Linked DNA regions of Danio rerio: region 2 is linked to region 1. A link is a contact called in public Micro-C data. All regions are on one chromosome and are shown on one strand. The core of a region is the stretch at or near the end of the contact, and the rest is flanking DNA. Distances in the headings are between cores, read along the strand shown. Region 1 holds the start of bhlhe40 (basic helix-loop-helix family, member e40). Region 2 overlaps itpr1b (inositol 1,4,5-trisphosphate receptor, type 1b).

Region 1 (4,285 bases), core at 1,638-4,137:
GAAATGTCCAAAAAGCAGCATCTACAGGGGTGATGTTTTATTATAAAAGGACTTTTCGTTTACATTCAACAAATGAAAAGGTGCTTGTGCAAAGGGCAAAGTCCTTATCAATGGGGGACCATCTGCACGTCACATTCTGGGTTTAGTTTTGTTTACGACTTAAACATTCGGCATAAGTGCAGAGAGCAGCCGTTCACCCTCCCCAGATACTTTTACTCAGAGAACAGCTCTCACTGTCCTCTTTTTGACCTTCTTCACAGTGTCTCACAGTGCTTTGCACGGGGCCTCCTTTACCCGTCTGGGACAGTTCTGTCTCTGGATGCGTGTCTGCTGGTTGCGGAGGGAGCTGATAAGAGAGAGTGTGTTTGTGTGTGTTGGAGGGAGGCCGGCGTACTTCTGAGAGGAATCAGAACAGCTGTTCGCTGTGCTTGAGGGCGCTGCTTCGCTGCTTTGAACTTTGCCTTTGCGCCCTCTTCAACCGAACCCTCTTCGGGAGCTTATTCAGCAGGGAAGTCCACTCTCGAGACCAAAACATTCAGAGAGCGGCTGGTGGTGGACCCCAGATGGAGTCCTCAGTCTTTGGTTTCCAGGTTTAATGGAGGAACTTGTTTGAGGGCCTGCAGGAGTGCAGGAGAGTCCATGGAGGTGGGAGTGGAGACAGGAGAGCCCACTCGTGAGGACATGACCATGGATGAGGGGAGTTTCTCAGGAGAGAGGCTTGCAGGGGAGCTACCGAGACCTGGGTACAATACGGGCATAGCCCCTGGGTACCAACACTTCTCCAGCATAGGCAAGTATGCGGCAGCCGCGCCAGGCGGAAAGAGGTAGAAGGGCATGCACAGGGGCTGTGGTGGCGAAAAGCTCACGTAGGGGCTGTGCCCGCCCACTACATCATGCCCTGACAGAGACTCATCTTCTGAGGAGTCTGACCTCGGCCGTTTGCTTGGTGGCTCATCCTGCTCCTCTTTAATGCTGCTGCTGTACTTGAGAGCCCCGCTTTCTTTTACGTAGCAGTCCGGCCGCTGAGCTTTCTGGTCACGCTTCTCGTACTCACCCCCATAGCCACTGTCGGTGTCCGTATCACTCCCGCTTTGCTCACTGCTGTGGGGATAAGTCCTTTGAATGACAGGCACACAGTTTTTAGCATGACCTTCTGCAGCCTTTGGCTGTAGGCCTGATGGTTTCTCCCGACTCTCTTGAGCTTTGGGAGCGGGCTCGTCCAGACGAGGACTCGGTGGGCTCTGAATGAGCTCAGATGCCACTTTTTGAAGGTGCTCGATTATGTGAGCAGTGGTCAGGTCACGCATGGTCTCTTGATTGGCCAGGAACTGAAGAACCTCCTTGGCGCACAAGTGGAACCCGGAACGAAACATCTCTTCACTGTTTTCTGAGGGCCCATTTCCCTGTTCGCCTGCAAACAACAAAACAATTAGAACAAGTCCAAGTTTTCCTTCACAACACTCCCTGAGGCCAGATCATTCTTTGTGTTGCGCAAGCATGTCTCAATTTCTTTATTTTGTAATGCACTCGAAAACAACTGAAAGGGGAGGGGAGGTGAAAAGTTCAGCGGGGCCACTTCCTGCAACATGGTCACACATTTGATGTGCCGACCTTTTGGTATTATCAAAAACTCACCGATTTGCAATCCATTCTGCAAGGAAATGATCTTCTGTTGTTGCTGTTCCAGCAGGTTGTTAAGAGCCTTCACATGCTTGAGTGTGAGTTCCAAGACAACAGCCTTCTCCAAGTGTCCCAGAGTCTAAAACAGGAAGAACCCAGATAAGCATGTTGATCTTTCTTATGTAACGCTCTCCGCAGCAGCTCAGAGAGGACAAACCTGCACTGAGCAGGAATGAAGACACTCCTCTCTGCTCACCAGTGCATGCACATGTGCGTGTTAGAAATATTCAAATTCTCCGAATGACAATCTAACACGCCTTGTTTAACATGCCAGATACAGAATGCCAAAGGTGAAGGTTTTATATAATAAAATATAAATCAAGCACATTGTAGGAGCGTGACTAATCCAAAAGCAGGACAAACATGATTTATTCATGATCAACAAGCAGGTGGCGCTTTACACTACAACATAGTGAGGAGGTGAGCCCATCCACTCCCATATTACTTACAGTGAGTTTAAGGTGTTCGGGCAGCAAATCCTTCAACTGCGCGATGCACTCGTTTATTCGGTCTCTTCTTTTCTTCTCGATCAATCGATGAGGCAGTTTGTACGTATCCTGGGGGTCAGCAGATAAAACTATATATTAACTTCGATGCATAAAAACAAGCAAAAAATAATAAAAGGCAAATTGCGCACTTGTTTAGAACATCAAAATACATTTAAATAAGAGAAAGGTCATAAGTAAAAGCGTGCGCATTCATATTTGTGCGTAATTACGCATTCGTACCTTACTGTCCTCACTGCGCTTCATTCCTCGTCTGGGTTTATACACATACATGGGAAAGTCCATTCTATAAAATAAAGTAAAATAGAGCCAATAAGAGAACTGCGTCGCGTTCACAGACACACACAAACACACACACTAAACAGCTTGAGGAGACTGACTTACCCTTGCATGTCAGAGATATCCAGCGAGGGGTGTTTGGACATACACGGAGGAGGCTGAGCACTGGTAATCCTCTCCATTTCACCCTAGTGTCTTACTGGTGTAAGAATAGGGTAAATCAAAAATAATAATAACAAAAAGTAGATACAAAAATAAAAAACAATCCGTTATTCTCTTATCAAAGTCCACATGTGTTTTCCTCGAATGAAGTAGTTCTTTCCAGATTCAAGCCTCAGCAGTAGGACGCAGAAGTGATGTTGTTGTGAGGTGGAGATGCAGGAGGCGTTTGTCGGCTCCGGTGCTGGTTAAATGAGTGTATGTGGGTGGATTTGAAGTACGTGTTAAATAAACCCTGTGACTGCAGACACGTCTCGAGCTCCAGTCACATGAGCCTCACGTGTGTGACGGCGCTTTCAGAGCTCAACCCATTTACAGCAGACCGCCGCCCTCCCGTGTCCCGTGTACCACCATGCTGCTCGCTCGCTCTATCTCTCTCTCTTTCCCCCCGCCTCTCTCTCGCTCTCTCTGCGCGCAGAACAACAGCTCTTCTCTCGGAGGCTTGTTAGTCCACTGTGTAATGAGCGCCTTATCCTGGATTGACTTTAAAACGATGATATATATACAAATGTTGACATGGCTCCGAGTATTGTATGAAGAATAATTATACTTAAAAACATTTATTGCAAATGATTTTCATAATTATTCTTGACTGAATTACAAACATAATCAGATCATTAAAATGTGTTTGGATTTTTATCTGTTCTGTACTGTCTGTGGATATATTTCTTTGCAAAATTAGCAGTACATATTATAAATTATTATAGTCTTAATATAAGAATGCGCATAGACTCGTTTTGAGTTATATAACACATGAAACTCATTTTACAAACACACACATTGTTCATGTGATCAATTTTACTTATTTAATTCCAATATATTTTTGAAATATATTAAACTACGTGCCTATATTAATAATAGTGTTAATGTAAAGTAATATTTATCAGCTATATTATGCTAATAAACAACTACATTAAACAATACAAATATATTAAATAATTTGTGTTTAACAACTAAATATAATACAAATATTTTAAATAATAAATATAATCATGCAGTGCTCATACATATTATTAATATGATCAGCTGTAATTATTGAATTTTATATATTGCTTAAATATAAAGTATAAGTATAAATTATATTTATTATTTTATTTATTAATTTTTGTTTAAATAATCTGCATAAAAATGCATTAATCTTGGATATTTATTTTTAAAAAAGCATTAAACATATTTCAAATTTTAGTTTATTTACCAAATCGCTCGGTGTGTTTGCATTAAGGATTATTTTGTTATTCTTTCACAAACACACAACACACGGCTCCAAATGTGTGCGTGCAGCCTGCCGAAGCTTCTAGACAGAAGCGGATGTGAAATGAATAATGTCCAGAACACCTGTTGCGCTCCATCAATATAATGCAAGTATTCATTAACAAATTCCCCTGACATGATGCTGGCACATGAACGTGCACGGCACCGTTGTCATGGTTACACAATAGTAGCAGATGCGCGCGGGAGCTAACGCGCCGTTATTTCACACCGGGAGCATTTGGCGCGCAACGTGCAGGCGCTCGTGTCTCTCTCGTGCTGCGGCTCAGTTTGTTGTTGCCGGTTGTACTCAGCGGCGGTCACGTTGAACTCCTCATGGCGGCGCAGGGAAA
Region 2 (4,728 bases), core at 2,139-4,638, 61 kb after region 1:
TAAAATGTTAGCCTTGATTTTTGCTCAAAGAAAAGGTTTTGTGAAATCACAGACAAAAAACTGAAATCTGAGGCAAATTTGACTTAAAAAAAACTAATTAAATATTAAATGCATAACAAAACAAAACAAAAAAATAGGATTAAAACCTTAAATAATATTCAATTAGAATTTTTTATTCCAAAAATAATTAAAATTGAACTTTATTTTTCCGCTGCACAATGTTAGCCCTGAATTTCACTTGCTGAGAGGTTTTGTGAAATCACAGACAAAAGCCTGAAATCTGAGGCAACTTGGACTCAAAAAATTCTCATTTAAATGAGAAACACAAAACAAAACTACAAAAAACAAAAATAAAGGACTAAAAACCTGAAACAACATTAAAAATAGTATTTGATAAATTTGATTAAAAAAAGAATTCGAACTTAATTTTACATTCACAATGCACAATTTTAGCCGTGATTTTTGCATGCCAAAAGGTTTTGTGAAATCACAGACAAAAGGCTGAAATCTGAGGCAAATCAGACTGAAAAAAATGATAATAATAATAATAATAATTAAAATGAGAAACAAAACAAAACCATAAAAAAATTTAAAAACAAAACAAGAACCAAAAACTTTTAATAAGATTAAAATAGTATTTGTTAAATTTGATAAAAACAACAACAAAAATTTACATTTACACTGCACAACTTTAGCCCTGATTTTTAAAAAAGTTTTGTGAAATCTCAGACAAAAGCCTGAAATCTACAGCAAGTTGATGCTCGGTCAAGCAAGCGACAATCACACAGCATGAATTATCATAAACTCGATCAGAGAGAATCACCAAAGTGAATTCAATTTCAAGCTGTTTGAAATGAGTTATGACTAAAAAAACACATCAGCGATGACTAACAGCCAATGAGAGAGCAGGACACGGTTCAGCTGAGAGTTTAGAGAAGAGTTACAGAACACAATCTCAGAATAAATAAGCCTTACAATAACATTAAACAGAAACTAAGGAACATTTGTTTGATCAGCCTTAGCACATCGCAAACGTATTTATTGACCTCCAATTGTTTTATTTCTTTTTGCACAACACACATTGTTTGTTCTCTATCTCAACAAATACTTCCTCCTCTATGATCTTTTTTTCCCCCTTTTTGCTGTAAATCAGCGTTCATCCCACGGACATTATGAATGGCAGATTATTTAAAAAATGTCTTGCAGGCTATCATTTGCAATCTTTCATGTGAACTTAAATGATCTTATCACTTCTTGTGTGTGTTTATAAGACAGACAGTCATTAGCTATCTTCCATCCACCTATTTTTGGGCCTTTTGGATATGCACATAAAAAAACGGTTGATGGAAATGCCAACATGTGCATACATTTTTAAATAGCACATAAAAAACACATGCACGTAACTGAGTAGGATAAACTTTTTATGGGATAAAAAAATTAGCATGAACTACAATGAAAACACTTTACAGAACATATTCCAGTATACGCATTAAAAAAAGTAATGCGGTTTTGTTATAAGAAACCATGTAATGATAAAAAAAAAGTGTGTGAATGGAGAAACCAGCAGGCTGAGCACACTGTAAAACATCTGAAATGTTGTTTCGGTCATTCTAAAATGCCTTAACCATTACAGTGGTAGTGTTATTTAATTAATAAATACCTCCAGAATAGTAAAGAGCGTCTGTGCTCTGTGTCTCAACCCTTCAAATGCCATCACGTGTTCATTGCGTGTTCACAACGACTTCAGAGGCGCAAGTAGCCTAATTAAATAAAGAAAAGATTCACGCAGCTTCTCCTACCACAGCAAATTTAGTTTTTACTTTTGATATTTAGTGCCAGTTATTCAGGAAGTGATGATTTTGTTCTCTTTGACTCATTGGATGAAAACGTTGCTTTATCTGCACGTCTTTTGCGATATTCTAGTCTAGCCTGAATTCCACTGTAGATAGTCATGCAGTGTAAACTTTGCCTTAATAATAAAAAACATATGTATGTATGTCTTTCTTTTCTTTGTCATTCCTTTAAACCCTGTTTTAACACATTTTAATTAGTTTTTAATTATTTTGAATCATGTTTATTTTCTTGATTCTTTTATACTTGATTACATAAAGCACTTTGGATTACCATTGTGTATGAATTGTGTTATATAAATAAACTTGCCTTGCTATCGAAAAACATGCAGCATGAACACAATCAAAAAAATCTTGTGTTTTCCACAGAAGTCAGTTAGTCAAACTGGTTTGAACAATATTTGGGCAATTTTTTTTGTAAACTGGAATTAAATGTTAAGATAATGCACACAATAGGGCATATGCAGAAGTATGCGGAAGGACTTTTAATTTGTCTGTAACCTGGGTCAAGTGCTTCTGGTGCACTGTATGCAGTTACAAAATCAATGCGTTTAAGGTCTGTTTTCTTTTAAACATCAAGTATCTTTACTGCCTGATTGGTATACAACATAAAGTGGGTCTCAGAATGTATAAGAAACACTGCATTTAATGACATTTTTCCATGTCATGTCCTTAAAATACGACCATTTATTTTACCTCAGTATTTTCAATGGAGTTTCTGTGCTAGCCTGCTGATCCTGACGGGTGCATGCGTGTAAACAGCGTTTCATCTCGTTTTACTCTTGAAAAACTAAATGAACACTGAAGTCTATTTAACTGATTGTATTTTAATAACATTACAACATCAATTCTGCAAAAGGAGCCGTATGAAATTAAAAAAGTCACATTAACAATTCACCAGAAGTTTATCAGCATGAGAAGAAACACTAGCCTGCATATACCCTATTATAGGGTTATTTTGCAAGCCAAGTCCATTTAAAAATACATATTTCTGTATATTAATGAAAACTGTATTTCACAGAAGAGTCATGAGGGTAAAGGGAGAAAAAAAAACACAGCACTTTCATTTTTAGCTGCAAATGCAGATGATATGCTAAGATTACATTTAACATCATTACCCATGATGTGAAACTTTGCTTCTGTACAAAAGATCTAAACTGGATTCCCTAAAGTATTTGCAGTTTCACCTGTTAAACATGTTGAGGCACATTCAAGCCCTCAAGGGAAAATGCTTTGGAAAAAAAAAGTTACATAACAAAGACAGAGTGACATATTTGAATATACGCTCAGGTTTGATCAAGATTTTCCATCAACCACCTTTTTAATCCTCATTTAAGTCCTAATCAAGGTGTGTGTCATTCAAACTTACTGTACAGCAAGGTCTTTATGTGTATATATGCATAAGTAGGATTGCTAAGCATGTGTGTGTATGTGTGTGTGTGTGCAGAGAAGAAAAATGAGGTCAGTTGGATTTGCAGGATGGTTCTCTCTCTCTCCCGCCTGCGAGTCGACCACATGACAGGTGCTTGTTACATAACCCGGCGAGCTAAAAATACCACGGCTGAAAGATGTATGAGGACGGACTCACGGCTGAGAGACGAGCTGCGGTTTGGATCGACGAGCTGGAAATCTGCACAATCCGGTTCAGAGCCATTCTACAAACCCACGTCAAAGAGTCTGTTCTGCTCATTGATACAAACCTAAACACTGACACGCAAGGACTAAAAAATTGAATATAAAGCTGAAAATAACAAATTAAAGCGAGATGAGATTGAATTTTTTGTTAGTTGATGATTTAATGCATTGATCATGCAACATTCTTGATCATTGTCTTTGAATGAAGCACAAGATAAAGTTTGGAGAATCTGATAATCTGGCTTTAATTGGGTCAGATTGAGATGTAAAACAGTAAAACAAAATGAAATAAAATGATAAAATTAAAAACTGATGATCTAAAAAAAGATTTAATTAAATAAAATTTAAAAAGTTAACCAATGAACGAACAAGCAAGAATGCAAGTAAAAAAGTGAACAAACAAATAAAAAAATTAAAATATGTAATTAAAAATATGAATTAAACTAATTAAAAATGTAATAAAATAAAATTATTTAAATACTTAATTAAAAATGAATTTAAAAATAAAATGAAAAAAAAACAAACAAACAAAAAAACGAACGAACGAATGAGTGAGCAAGCGAGCGAGCTGAACACAATAAAACAAAATAAAAAAATTATGATCTAAAAAATAAATAAAATTAAATAAAAAAATAACGAATAAATGAGTGAGCAAAGGAACGAACGAAGAAACGAACGAACAAACAAGCAAGTGAGCTCAATATTCTGAACACAATAAAATAAAATAACAACTGATGATCTCAAAACATAAAAATAAAATAAATAAAAAGAAAAAGAAACAAATGAACGAACAAACGAATGAACGAACGAGCGAACAAAAACAACGAATTAAATTAAATTAAAAAATAAATAAAACTTTAAATATTAATTAAAAAAACAAAAACAAAACATAAACAAGCAAACGAAAGAACGAACAAACAAACAAGTGAGTGAGCGAGCGAGCTCAATATTCTGAACACAATAAAATAAAAAAATGATGATCTGAATTTTTTTTTTATTAAATTAAATTAAAAAAATAACGAATGAACGAATGAGTAAACAAGTGAGCTAGCGGATAAACGGACGAAAGAAAAACGAGCGAGCGAGCTCAATATTGTGAACAGAACTGGAATTAAAAGTAAAAACTGCAATTAAAAATTAAAAACTAAATAAAATACAGTGCAACCAATAATAAATAAAACTACTAAATATTTTTTTAAATCTCAAAAAACAATCAACTAACTAAATAAACAAACCACACCAA

Evidence for each region. Hi-C and Micro-C count contacts between places; a contact is called where the count stands out from the background.
Region 2: a contact with region 1 is called in a Micro-C map of caudal fin, with 3 times the contacts expected there. The contact joins the enhancer-like site here to the promoter of bhlhe40 in region 1. A contact is called at or near these places in 2 of 18 Hi-C or Micro-C datasets (caudal fin and an unstated tissue) and 1 of 4 datasets of contacts at active chromatin or transcription factors (caudal fin).

Annotation. Positions count from the first base shown.
Region 1 is chr11:38,145,547-38,149,831 of GRCz12tu, forward strand. bhlhe40 (basic helix-loop-helix family, member e40) reads right to left here and starts at 2,888. Exons shown (of 5, transcript NM_212679.2): 1 at 2,571-2,888; 2 at 2,409-2,472; 3 at 2,130-2,237; 4 at 1,636-1,759; 5 at 1-1,411. The coding sequence starts at 2,647. The coding sequence ends at 573.
Region 2 is chr11:38,205,818-38,210,545 of GRCz12tu, forward strand. All of the region lies in intron 49 of itpr1b (inositol 1,4,5-trisphosphate receptor, type 1b), which reads right to left. Among named protein-coding and RNA genes, the nearest start is that of bhlhe40, 60 kb to the left of the region's middle. Within about 2 kb of position 3,389, at least 27 of the 62 cell types and tissues checked have an H3K27ac peak or open chromatin away from gene starts, as enhancers often do. A contact at or near this core is called in caudal fin, where this site is marked.